Linked DNA regions of Canis lupus: region 2 is linked to region 1. Evidence: chromatin contacts called from public Hi-C data. All regions are on one chromosome and are shown on one strand. Each heading gives the region's core, a stretch centred on a gene start, on an enhancer-like site or on the middle of the called end of the contact. The rest is flanking DNA. Distances are from core to core; before and after follow the strand shown. Region 1 holds the start of LOC119872819 (translation initiation factor IF-2-like). Region 2 holds the start of PRPF39 (pre-mRNA-processing factor 39).

Region 1 (6,446 bases), core at 71-2,570:
TGATACAAAAATCATTTCTATGCACTTTGGGATTTTTCATTTACAGTTTAGGACTATTCTGGATATTCTATTTTAACTATAGAGGCCCTGCTGTGAAGATCTGACTTGGTAAGTAATCTGATTCCCCTCTTTGTATGTTTTGGGAACGAATGGGGGTGTCCTCCTTATTTAAACTATTTATCCTTCTCCTAACCTTGAAGTTAGCTAAGCAATTTGTTTTTAGTCACTGAGAGTATTCTAGTAACACGTTCAGGTCATGTGTAGTATACAAAGCAAAATTGTACAAAGTTAAAGAATGAGGTCCTAATGAAACTGAATTGAAAATACGGCTTTACTTGAGATAATAACTGCCTAAACTAAAAACATCATAGGGTTCCTCAATGTTGCTTCTATGGAAAAGTATATTTTCATGAAAAAGAAAAGCAGGCACAACATAAATCCAATATTCAGAAGTGCAGACCTCTGTGTTTTTGTGTAAGAAATGAAGTTCACAGAGTACAGACTTGCAGAATCACTATGTTGTGCACCTGAAACTAATGTAACATTGTGTTAACTACCGTTAAAAAAAAAAAACCAAAAAACTGTTTTTACACTTTAAATAAATTTAAACCGATTTTACAATACTAGCCGACTAAAAGTTCAGTTCTACAATATAGACAACGCGGGCGCACGCACACACAGTATTTTCAGCTTGAGGCAAGATACTGTGGGCTCTAAAATATTCAACACTATATTTAGTCTTCAGTGTAGCTGTTTATTCATAGTCAGTAACGTGCTGGCTCTAGTCAACCATTTCGGAATAAGAGGGCGTGGCAAATCTGGAGCCTTAGGCAAACACCAACTGTTTCTTAATGTTTTTGGAGATTTTTCAAAAATCCCATGGCATTCAAATGCTTTAAAAATGAAAATAACTTTCTTCATGGTTTCCTTTATTTCTGTGTAATTTTAAAAAACTTTGTAGCAAGGTCACAAGCCTGAGCTCAGATTCCCAAATGTTGCCCTGGGAAGGAATCGTAAATCTCTGCACTGTTTTTCTTCAAACCATCTTTTAGACATGACCGAATAAAGAATAACTACAGCAATGGATATACTTAAGAAAGGCAAACTACAATTTTATGTATACTTATATATATATATATATCTGTAAAACGAAACTAACTTCTTTAGCCTTTTTGGGGGGGAGGGGGAAGGGAAAGACAGGGGTAGAGAGGACTGGAAGAACTAGAGGACACTTAATCGTTTCAGCATTAAGGTGGTGATTTGTTACAAAGAAAATTACAACAAAAATGAGTAAAAAAAAAAAAAAAAAAAGTGGGGAAATGGCTGCCAAGAGCTTCACTAAAAATTGTTTTAGGATTTCACCACACCGTCGAAAAAGACTTTGGTTAAGCACTGTATCAGAAGCCCTGGAGGAGGTATGCTGCTGGCATCGCTGTCGGGATTCAACAGGCCCTCCAGTTTAAGTAAGCCAGGAAGACTCCACCGACCTCTATTTCCTTGGCAAAACGACACCTTTCTTTTGCGGTCATTTTCAAGGGTGACAGCGGTCGTGAGAACCTGGACCGCTCGCCCTAGGCACAGAACGCTGCACTCCCTAAGAGCTCGGCGGTCCTAAGGGTCCTCTCTGGAATCACACCCCGAGATAGCCTGGAAAAGGGCCACGCGCTCCCCCGTGAAGCTGCACGCGGCTTCGCGGCCGGGACCGGCTGGCCGCGCGGTGGGCGCCCGCCTCCGGCCCCCGCGCTCGGGCCACGCCTACCCCGCCCCCGGCCCTCTGCGCTAGCCAAGGCCCGGCACCTGGGCTGGCCCCGCAAGGCTGGCGGGCCCCCGAGCCCCGAGCAGGTGAAACGGCTGGGCGGCCTTGCCCGCGTCCAGGTAAGGGTCCCCTAAGCGCCTGGGACTGCGGGCGCTGGGCGGCAGAGCCGGGCCGCGGAAGGCGTCCGCACACCGGCCAGTCTCCGTCCACCAGGAAGCCGACTTCTCGTACCTCCCCGGGGACCGAAAACCGCCGGTGCCGCCGCACCCGTCGCCGCCGCCGCTTGCTCATGGAGAGCCCGTGCCGCCGCCGCCGCCGCCTCATCTACTAGCACCGTCCGCTGTCTGGGCCTCCCCGGCGTGAGTGCTGGGCTCTGGCACGGCCTCCATCGCACCCGCCGCGGCGGGAGCCACAGCAGCTCCACCGCCCAGGCCGGATCCGACCCGACCCACGGAGCCAGGACCGCAGGACGCGTAGCTTCTTATTACGGAGGAAGATTCGGCCTGACCTCCTCCGGCCCCCTCCCCCCAGCCCCTAGTACCCAGCCGCCTGACGGCGCTGCTGCGCAGGCGCGAAGACGCCCCTGCCAAACGTGCGTGTGTCGGGGGTGTATACAGCATCCAGATTCGCCCAATGGGAGCCAAGATCAGGTGCGGGGGGGCGGGACCTCACGGAGAGGGGCGGCGTTCCAGTGTCAGAGGGTGGGTGGGTGGGTGGGGCAGCCGGAAGTGGGCCGGGCTTGCGTGGAGGCGGAGCTCTGTTGGCAAACCTGCTTGGCTGTTTTGAGGTTTGTATCCTTTGAGGACCTTGGTTTTCGTTTGCTTCTAGGTCTTGTCTTCTTATGGGCTTAACTCAGAAGGGAAAGCTTCGTTTTCCCAGCAAATTTTAACTATGCAAGCTTTTGATGTAAGTATGTAGTTAAGAAGAGGTGAATCAGTTAGTGGGTTAATGCCTCTCTTTAGTGTTCATAATTTGGCGAGGGTGCTGTAATTTACAGGAAGTTAATAACGTGGAGAGACATCAGGTTGCTTTAGCCCCACTGTGGAGACGAAAACACTTGAGTGTCGGAAATGCTCAAGTACCACACATTAGGTGATGGCTGGGAATTGAAGCCAGAGCTGCTTAGTGCTGGAGTCCGTGGGCTCAACCACTGTTCCATTCAGTAAGCCCTAGTTCTTGTATCCTCGCTTAAAGGGTCGGAGCTTATATGGCTTAGCTCCTGGAGAACCCAGGCCACCCTGGAAAACTACCTTACCCCCCATTACAAATGCAGATACTGTTGAGATATCACCCATCCAACTGTTCAACGAATAATGGTTGTCTGGAAAGTGAAACCCAACCCCCAGAACATGCAATACGGAGAGCTCAAGGCCCGCCCAACACCTCACTGGGCTCCTCGGTCACCGCTGAGTCTGGTGGGCCTCTTGACTAGTGTGATGGTCGGTCAGGGCGCTGACAAGGACCTTCCTTGTGGACCTCTCTCAAAGAGTCTAGTGACAGAGGAGTGGAGGGTACAAGTTTGGCTTTCTCAAGATTATTACTGCAGGTGGTGATAGGAAGAAATGGACATCGCTCAGAGGAGGAGGAAAGAGGCTCTGCCCAAAAGGGAAGAATTAATAATTCTGGCACAGTCTGTTGTTTTTAGTTTCTCTGTTTTTCTTCTTTCTTACGGCATTTCACAGATGAAGAAACTGAGGTTCTGTGTGATTAAACGACTAGTGTGTCTGTATTGGAATTTACATGCAAAAACTTTAGTCTCAACATTAAAACTATTCTGCAAGTAGAACACCCTTGAAAAATGTTTTAAAATGTGGATTATATGCTCAATTGATAATCTTTCACAAGACGTGGAAATTAATTTTATACTGATTGGGTTATTCTCTTCCTGAAAACAAAACCCAATAGTGGTGGTTGTCACCATTTCTGGAGAATAGCAGAAACGTGACTCATGCTGAAGCTTAGCTAGGCGAGGGAAGCATGGATTCTTTGCATACTTGGGTAATTCACAAACCTCACTGAAGCCTTTAACCGAGATTTCCATTCCGCTTCCCCTGTGCTCCTCTTAAAATCTGACAAGCTGAGTTGCAGGGCTTTTTTTTTTTTTTTTTTAAGATTTTATTTATTCATGAGAGACACACACACACACAGAGAGGCAGAGACAACAGGCAGAGGGAGAAGCAGGCTCCATGCAGGGAGCCCGACGTGGGACTCGATCTTGAGTCTCCAGGATCGCGCCCCGGGCTGAAGGCGGCGCTAAGGCACTGAGCCACCCGGGCTGCCCAGGGCCTTTTTTTTTTTTAAAGACAGCTTAATTAAGGTATAATTGACATGTAATATGTGGAGCATATCTAAAGTATGTAATTGTGAAGTTTTGAGGTATATATCCCTTATATATAAGTCAAGTGAATAGATCTATCATCCTCAAGTTTCCTTATGCCCCATTGTAGTTTCTTTCTTGCATTCCTCCTTACCTCCCACACCTAAGCAACCACTGATCTAATTTCTGTCATTATACACTCATTTGCATTTTCTAAAGATTTATGTAAGTAGAATCAGACGGGTTTTTTTTTTGGGGGGGGGCCTAGTCTCTTTTGCTCAGTATCACTATCTCAACATTTGTCCATATTGTTCTGTATACCAATAGTTCATTCCTTTTTATTGCTGAGTGTATTCCATTATATGGTTGTACTGCAACTTACCCACTCATCTGTTGGTAGACATTTGGGTTGTGTCTAGTTTGGGGCTATTACCAATAAAGCTGCTATGAACATTTGTGTACAAGTCTTTGTGTGGACATACATTTCCTTTTTTCTTGGGTAAAAATCTAGAAGTGGAATGGTTGGGTCTTATGGTAGATATATATATTTTTTAAAATTGCTAAATGGTTTTCCAGAGTGGTTGAACTACTTTACATTCCCATCAAGACTGTATTCAGAGTTCCATTTCCCGCACATCCTCACCAATATTTGGTATGATCATTTTTAACTTTAGCCATGCTAATAGGTGTGCAGTGGTATCTTGTGGTATTAAAGGAGTTTTCCTAATGACTGATGATATTAAATATCTTTTTTATGTGCTTATTCACTATCTGTATATCTTTTGGTGAAGCACCTGTTTAGATCTTTGTTCCATTTAAAAAAATTGGGTGGTTGTTTTTGTCTTGAGCGTTCTTTATATGTTCTGGAATATATCTAATATATTCTTTACTAGATATATGCTTTGCAAAGATTTTATTACAGTATGTGGCTGGTCTTTTTGTTTTCAACAAGAATTTTGAAGAACAGAAGTTTTAAATTTTAATAAAGTCCAATCTGTTCTTTTATGGATTGTGCTTTTAGTGTCATTTCTAAAAAATTTTTGCCAACTCTAAGTTCACAAAGACCTTTTACTATGTTTTCTTCTAGAAGTTTTATAGTTTAGGCTGTATATTTAGGTTTATGATGCATTTTGAGTTACTTTTTTTAATGGTTTAAGACATGGATTCCAGTTCATATTTGTTACATATGGATATCCAGTTGTTCCAGCAATATTTCTTAAAAGGCTATTCTTTTTCCACTATTCTGTTTCTCTGCTTTTGTCAAAAGTTAGTTGTTCAATATCCTTTTTAAACATTTCATATTTATTCATCACCACTATATGTCAAACTGTGTGCTAACGCTGGAGATATGTATCAGTAAGTGTTCTTTGGTTGCAGAAACTAGAGATCAAATATTCCTAACTTAAATAAAATAGAAATTTATTAGAAGGATGTGAAGAATTAAAGGAAAAGTTGAGCAATTGGATCTCAGCTGACCTGATTGACCGGAAGGCAGATACTTCCACTAAGGACAGTAAGATCCTATTAACAAAAGAAGAGGGAATGGTGGTGGGCAGATATCTTCTGTAGCAGTGCTTCCCAACACTTTTTACACCCCTACATGATAAATGATCAGCTTGGGCAGTGTAGGAGGGTAAACTGGTGGAGATTAGGAGGTGTCTAAATTGGGCATGGTGAAAAAATCCATCACATTTTCTTTATATAATGTAAGAAAAAGGCAAGTATTAGGGAGATATGAAATATTGAATTTATATAAAACTTCTCAATAAAATATATTTAAAAATTTTATGAGAAATTTGAACTTGTTTCCATGATACAATTTTTATTTCAAGCCTTTATCCAAACTTAATTATGATAATATGTTAGGAAAAGTGCATATATCGTAATTATGTAGCTTAAAGAATTTTTATTTTATTTTTAAATTTATTTTATTTTTTTCTAAGATTTTATTTATTTATTTGACAGAAAGAGAGAGCACGCAAGAGAGCACAAACGGGGAGAGACAGAGGCAGGCTCCTTGCTGAGCAAGGAGTCTGATGTGGGGCTTATTCTGAAAGCCCTGGGATCATGATCTGAGCCAAAGGCAGATGGTTAACTGACTGAGCCACCTAGGCAGCCCTTGAAGAATTTTTATAAAGTGAGCACACCTATTGTGTGTTCCAGTTATATGTACTCGCATAACAAATTACCCTTAAACTTAGTGGCTTATACAACATTTGTTTTGCCTTTGAATTTGCAATTTGAGCAAGGCGTGGTAGGTTAACTTAAAGGCTTGCTGCTGGAATCAATTGAAGGTGCCTTGCATCAGTTACATGTTTGGCTGTTGATATTATCTGTTGGCTGTGATTTTAGCTGGGTGACCAGAACACCTCC
Region 2 (6,939 bases), core at 1,102-3,601, 140 kb before region 1:
TCTCCATTGAATATTTTTCACACACACACACCTTATGTTTTATGCAGATTACTTATTAACATACTACAAAAAGTTCCATTCTTTCTCTTTATTTTTTTAAGATTTAAAAATAATCTCTAGGGATCCCTGGGTGGCGCAGCGGTTTGGCGCCTGCCTTTGGCCCAGGGCGCGATCCTGGAGATCCGGGATCGAATCCCACGTCAGGCTCCCGGTACATGGAGCCTGCTTCTCCCTCTGCCTGTGTCTCTGCCTCTCTCTCTCTCTCTCTCTCTGTGACTATCATAAATAAATAAAAATGTAAAAATAAATAAATAAATAAATAAAAAATAAAAAATAAAAGCTACGTAGCAGAAAATGAATTAAAAATAAATAAATAAATAAATAAAAAATAAAAATAATCTCTAGGGCAGCCCGGGTGGCTCAGCGGTTTAGCGCCGCCTGCAGCCCAGGGCGTGATCCTGGAGACCCTGGATCGAGTCCCACGTCGGGCTCTCCGTATGATGCCTGCTTCTCCCTCTGCCTGTGTCTCTGCCTCTCTCTCTCTGTCTCTATGAATAAATAAATAAAATAAAAATCTAAAAAAAAAATAAAATAAAATAAAAATAATCTCTACAGCTAATGTGGGGCTCAAACTCATAACCCAGAGATCAAAAGTCACGTGCTCTCTTGATTAATCCTGCCAGGCGCCTCTGTTCTTTCTCTTTAAGACGCGTGTGCACACACACCTTTTATCATTTGATTTATAAAATTCTTTTTCTTACTCAACTATAGGTAAGCAAATAAAAATATTACCAAATACTCTGACACTAAAAAAAATTGTGCTTTCTAATTCTCACTTCAAATATCTCACACCACTTACTAACTACCTATCTTTGCTCAACCCCTAATTATTCCAGAGTTCACAATCCAGGAACTAGAGTTCTTTAGCAGAACTCCTTTCGTTCACGTTATCCCTACCAGAAGCTGAACAGTAGAAAGTTCCAACTTTTGCAACTCTAGAATAAGGTGATAAATGGGACAGAGAAAGGAGGGGGGGGGGGGGGGGCTTGTTTTTTTTTTAATCCAGTTAAGCTCTCAGAGAAACCAAAATACTTAGGTTCCCCAACATGAGCTTCATACTTCCCTGTATAAAATTTGCTTTAAGCTTCCAACCTTTCCAGCTGTAAAAAACAAAAAAAAAAAGTTTAAAGTATTTCTTTTTTTTTTTTTTTTGAGATTTATTTTTATTTATGATAGACAGAGAGAGAGAGAGAGACACAGGCAGAGGGAGAAGCAGGCTCCATGCAGGGAGCCCGACGCGGGACTCGATCCCGGGACCCCAGGATTGTGCCCTGGGCCAAAGGCAGGCGCAAAACCGCTGAGCCACCCAGGGATCCCAAGTTTAAAGTATTTCTGAACAGACTGGATCAGTTGCCAAATAACCTAAAGTCCTTAAAGGGAAGGCAACATAAACATCCAACTAAAAAGTAACAATATAATCCGCATAAAACCATACGGTATTACATGATCATCCATAACGCATGAAGAGCAGTACTACTTATTAAAGATGTGATTTCAGAGCGAGACAAACGCCAGTGTTGGCCTCTGATTGAAAACAGGCTCCTTTTAAGAGATCCTACCGGGACCTTTAATGTCTGTTTTTCTCGATTCTATCCTACGCTGCCAAAAGCCCTGGGCGACGCTGGCGGTGCTGTGACTCAGGGTCGCAACAGCGCGGCTGGGGCGGTCGGAACGCGGAACGCGCCACTACAAGGCGCCTCCAAGCTCTTACGAACAGAATCTGAATTCTCGCAGTCGTCTGCCGGCTACTATGGGGCCCCCTCCACTTCCAGTCGTCCCAGCACGCGGCCTTCCGGCTCCTGGCGAAGCTAGGGCTTCCCACGTAACCCCAACGCGCTCCCGAAGCCCAGGTGGAGGCCCACAGACACCCGCCCTTTATAAGGCGCACCCGTCAGAGAAACGTTTGGTCTAACTAAGAAAGGAAGCCTCGCCCTGCTCCACCCAACAGGTGGGAAGGAGAAAGGAAGGGACAGCTGGAAGCCGAGACCAGGCCAGGCCAGGCCTCAAGCGGGGCGGGGGCGGGGGCGGGAGCCGGAGGCCGCAACCCCAGCGCGGCCCGAAATCCGGCAGGCCCCTTCCTGCCCCGCAAACCACCCCCTCCAGCCAGTTCCAAGACGCCCGCCCCAGCCCACCTGACGACGGATGCCACTCAATGCCATGAGCCGCAGTCTGGGCCAACCGAGCCGAAGATGGCACTTCCCCCGTCTCCGTCCCGCAGCAGCCGCCACCAGCACCACGACCGCCTCGTCGGGAGCGCTTCGCGCATGCGCCGCTGGCCCGGGCGGCGAAGGAGTCACGTGGTGGCGCTGCGCTCGGGCCTCGCCCTCCGCGGGATCCTGGGCCCCGGCCCCGCCCCCGGCCCCGCCCTCGGCCCCGCCCCCGGCCCCGCCCTCGGCCCCGCCCCGGGCCCGCGGTGCCGCTGCCCGCCGTTTGCTCCGCTCCGCGGCGACTTTCTAAGCGAAAAGACAAGTGTTTAGGGCCTCTTACATCCTCGATCTTAACCGTAGACGGCGCCTCACCCCCCTCAGAGAAAACTATCGTGGTCTTATGGAGCAAACCGAAGGTTTTCCCAACGACTGCCCAGGTCTTACCCCTCCACCTGAACATGAGCAAAAATTCATCCTTAAATCTCCATTCTTCGGGATGATACAGATCTTGGGTCCTCCCAGGTTTCCTCAAGAGGAAACATCAAAAACAAACAAAAGAGAGGAAACCGTAGTGAAAACAAATGAGGGGCTTGGGGACGTGATCATTTAAAGAATATATAGGGACGCCCCGGTGGCTCAGCGGTTTAGCGCCTGCCTTCTTCAGCCCAGGGCGTGACCCTGGAGACCCGGGATCGAGTCCCCTGTCCCGCCCCCTGTGCTCTCTCTGTGTCTCTCATGAATAAATAAAATCTTTAAAAATAAATAAAAGAATATATAAAATGAGTGAAGGCTTCTTGCATTGACAGACTTAGCCATCCTCTTCAGTTACATTCCCATCTTCATTTTTTTTTTTAAGATTTTATTTATTTGTTCATGAGAGACACACAGACAGAGGCAGAGACACAGGCAGAGGGAGAAAGTAGACTCCCTGTGGGGATCCTGATGTGGGACTCCATCCCAGGACCCTAGGATCATCACGACCTGATCCAAAGGCAGACACACTCAACCACTGAGCCACCCAGGCGGCCTACTTACCGTCTTTTCTAAACTTACAGCAGAATCAGATTTCAGCATATTGTGGAGGCCAATTATAATGTCAAACCTGTACAGTGGGATTTATGTAGGAAGACAGTTGAAACTTTACAAATTTATGTTGACAAAAATATGAAGAATACATGAGAAATTTCATTGAGTGCTAGACTGAGGAGGAAATGATTTTAGGTTAGACTATATATATGCAATATGTATATTTGTAATATTACATATTAACATATACATATATATGTATGTATAAATTCAATATGCTAGCTTAAATAGCCAGGAATGGTACTAACTGTTTGTTCTATAGGAGTGTTAGCATGAACTACTGATGAACAACTTTCCACTCATCTATAACTATGTATCCTAGGAGTGCCAGGTACACTCCCTTCACCAAGATTTAAGAAACACACCGGTGAAGGGACAGCATCTTTGGAAAGTACTACAACTTATGATGGTTCAACTTAATTTTTCGACTTCAAAGTGGTACAAGAGTGATTAAGCACACACAGCCACTCAATCATGAGGGTAAACAACCAACCTAAAACCATTCTGTACCCATACACCCATTCTGTTTTTTCATTTTCAGTATGGTATTCAATAAATTTCATGATATATTTAACACTTTATTATAAAACAGGCTTTGTGTTAGATGATTTTCCCCAGCTATAGGCTGGTGTAAGTTTCCTGAGCATGTTAAAGTTAGTCTAGGCTAAGCTATGATGTTTGATAGGTTAGGTGTATTAAACACATTTCCAACTTACATTTTCAACTCACAATGGATTTATTAGGACATATCCCCATCATAAGTCAAGGAAGATTATATAGTGGTTATTCTCTGTGGCTAGAGGATGCTAGAGTAGTCTTCTGTTGATATAGGTGCCATGATTTCAATGGTGATACAAAGGTTCCTAGATGGCAGAGAACTCAATTATTAGTGGCAAAGAAGTATGATAAGGATAATAGGGAGCAGAGCTTTGTGGTAATTGAATGGTCTGACCAGTAGGGACATTTAGCAATATCTAATTGATCAAAACAGATGATTAAAATACTAAGGTCTTGGTTGTTTTATAATTTTAAAAACCCTCTAGCGAGGAGAGTCACAGGGCAGCCCTGGTGGTCCAATGGTTTAGTGCTGCCTTCAGCCCAGGGCTTGATCCTGGAGACCTGAGATTGAGTCCCGCGTCAGGCTCCCTGTGTGGAGCCTGCTTCTCCCTCTGCCTGTGTCTCTGCCTCTCTCTCTCTCTGTCTCTCATGAATAAATAAAAATAAAATATATATAAAAAAAGTGTCACAACTTTCACCCCTTGAAATAAGAGAAGGGTGGGGCGCCTGGGTGGCTTAGATTTAGGTGATTCTCTCCCCTCAGCTCAGGTCATGGTCCCAGGGTCCGAGGATGGAGCCCCCCATTTAGCTGACTCTGTTCAGTGGAGAGCCAGCTTCTCCCTCTGCCCTCCCCCCACTCCCTGCTGCTTCTCCTTCTGCCCTACCCCCTTTACTGTGCTTGTGCTACCTCAAATAAGTAAATAAAATCTAAAAAAAAAAAAAAAGAAAAGAAAAAAGAAAAGGGCAAGTAATCTTTTTTTTTTACATGTTCCATATTGTGTATTATTTCTTTTTTTTTAATTTATTTTTTATTGGTGTTCAATTTACTAACATACAGAATAACCCCCAGTGCCCGTCACCCATTCACCCCCACCCCCCGCCCTCCTCCCCTTCCACCACCCCTAGTTCGTTTCCCAGAGTTAGCAGTCTTTACGTTCTGTCTCCCTTTCTGATAGTTCCCACACATTTCTTCTCCCTTCCCTTATTTTCCCTTTCACTATTATTTATATTCCCCAAATGAATGAGAACATATAATGTTTGTCCTTCACCGACTGACTTACTTCACTCAGCATAATACCCTCCAGTTCCATCCACGTTGAAGCAAATGGTGGGTATTTGTCATTTCTAATAGCTGAGTAATATTCCATTGTATACATAAACCACATCTTCTTTATCCATTCATCTTTCGTTGGACACCGAGGCTCCTTCCACAGTTTGGCTATTGTGGCCATTGATGCTATAAACATCGGGGTGCAGGTGTCCCGGCGTTTCACTGCATCTGTATCTTTGGGGTAAATCCCCAACGGTGCAATTGCTGGGTCGTAGGGCAGGTCTATTTTTAACTCTTTGAGGAACCTCCACACAGTTTTCCAGAGTGGCTGCACCAGTTCACATTCCCACCAACAGTGTAAGAGGGTTCCCTTTTCTCCACATCCTCTCCAACATTTGTTGTTTCCTGCCTTGTTAATTTGCCCCATTCTCACCGGTGTGAGGTGGTATCTCATTGTGGTTTTGATTTGTATTTCCCTGATGGCAAGTGATGCAGAGCATTTTCTCATATGCATGTTGCCCATGTCTATGTCTTCCTCTGTGAGATTTCTCTTCATGTCTTTTGCCCATTTCATGATTGGATTGTTTGTTTCTTTGGTGTTGAGTTTAATAAGTTCTTTATAGATCTTGGAAACTAGCCCTTTATCTGATATGTCATTTGCAAATATCTTCTCCCATTCTGTAGGTTGTCTTTGAGTTTTGTTGACTGTATCCTTTGCTGTGCAAAAGCTTCTTATCTTGATGAAGTCCCAATAGTTCATTTTTGCTTTTGTTTCTTTTGCCTTCGTGGATGTACCTTGCAAGAAGTTACTGTGGCCGAGTTCAAAAAGGGTGTTGCCTGTGTTCTCCTCTAGGATTTTGATGGAATCTTGTCTCACATTTAGATCTTTCATCCATTTTGAGTTTATCTTTGTGTATGGTGCAAGAGAGTGGTCTAGTTTCATTCTTCTGCATGTGGATGTCCAATTTTCCCAGCACCATTTATTGAAGAGACTGTCTTTCTTCCAATGGATAGTCTTTCCTCCTTTATCGAATATCAGTTGCCCATAAAGTTCAGGGTCCACTTCTGGATTCTCTATTCTGTTCCACTGATCTATGTGTCTGTTTTTGTGCCAGTACCACACTGTCTTGATGACCACAGCTTTGTAGTACAACCTGAAATCTGGCATTGTGATGCCCCCAGATATGGTTTTCTTTTTTAAAATTCCCCTGGCTATTCGGGGTCTTTTCTGATTCCACACAAATCTTAAAATAATTTGTTCTAACTCTCTGAAGAAAGTCCATGGTATTTTGATAGGGATTGCATTAAACATGTATATTGCCCTGGGTAACATTGACATTTTCACAATATTAATTCTGCCAATCCATGAGCATGGAATATTTTTCCATCTCTTTGTGTCTTCCTCAATTTCTTTCAGAAGTGTCCTATAGTTTTGAGGGTATAGATCCTTTACATCTTTGGTTAGGTTTATTCCTAGGTATCTTATGCTTTTGGGTGCAATTGTAAATGGGATTGACTCCTTAATTTCTCTTTCTTCAGTCTCATTGTTAGTGTATAGAAATGCCACTGACTTCTGGGCATTGATTTTGTATCCTGCCACGCTACCGAATTGCTGTATGAGTTCTAGCAATCTTGGGGTGGAGACTTTTGGGTTTTCTATGTAGAGTATCATGTCATCGGCAAAGAGGGAGAGTTTGACTTCTTCTTTGCCAATTTGAATGCCTTTAATGTCTTTTTGTTGTCTGATTGCTGAGGCTAGGACTTCCAGTACTATGTTGAACAGCAGTGGTGAGAGTGGACATCCCTGTCTTGTTCCTG

The links. Hi-C and Micro-C count contacts between places; a contact is called where the count stands out from the background.
Region 2: a contact with region 1 is called in a Hi-C map of blood, with 2.4 times the contacts expected there. The contact joins the promoter of PRPF39 here to the promoter of LOC119872819 in region 1. A contact is called at or near these places in 2 of 9 Hi-C or Micro-C datasets (both in blood).

The regions. Positions count from the first base shown.
Region 1 is chr8:22,586,648-22,593,093 of UU_Cfam_GSD_1.0, reverse strand. It overlaps LOC119872819 (translation initiation factor IF-2-like), which reads left to right and starts at 1,320. Exons shown (of 4, transcript XM_038544087.1): 1 at 1,320-1,415; 2 at 1,576-1,819; 3 at 1,892-2,406; 4 at 2,585-3,389. The coding sequence starts at 1,320. The coding sequence ends at 2,674. It overlaps C8H14orf28, which reads right to left and starts at 2,291. Exons shown (of 5, transcript XM_038544600.1): 1 at 1,988-2,291.
Region 2 is chr8:22,730,459-22,737,397 of UU_Cfam_GSD_1.0, reverse strand. PRPF39 (pre-mRNA-processing factor 39) reads right to left here and starts at 2,351. Exons shown (of 14, transcript XM_038544616.1): 1 at 2,193-2,351.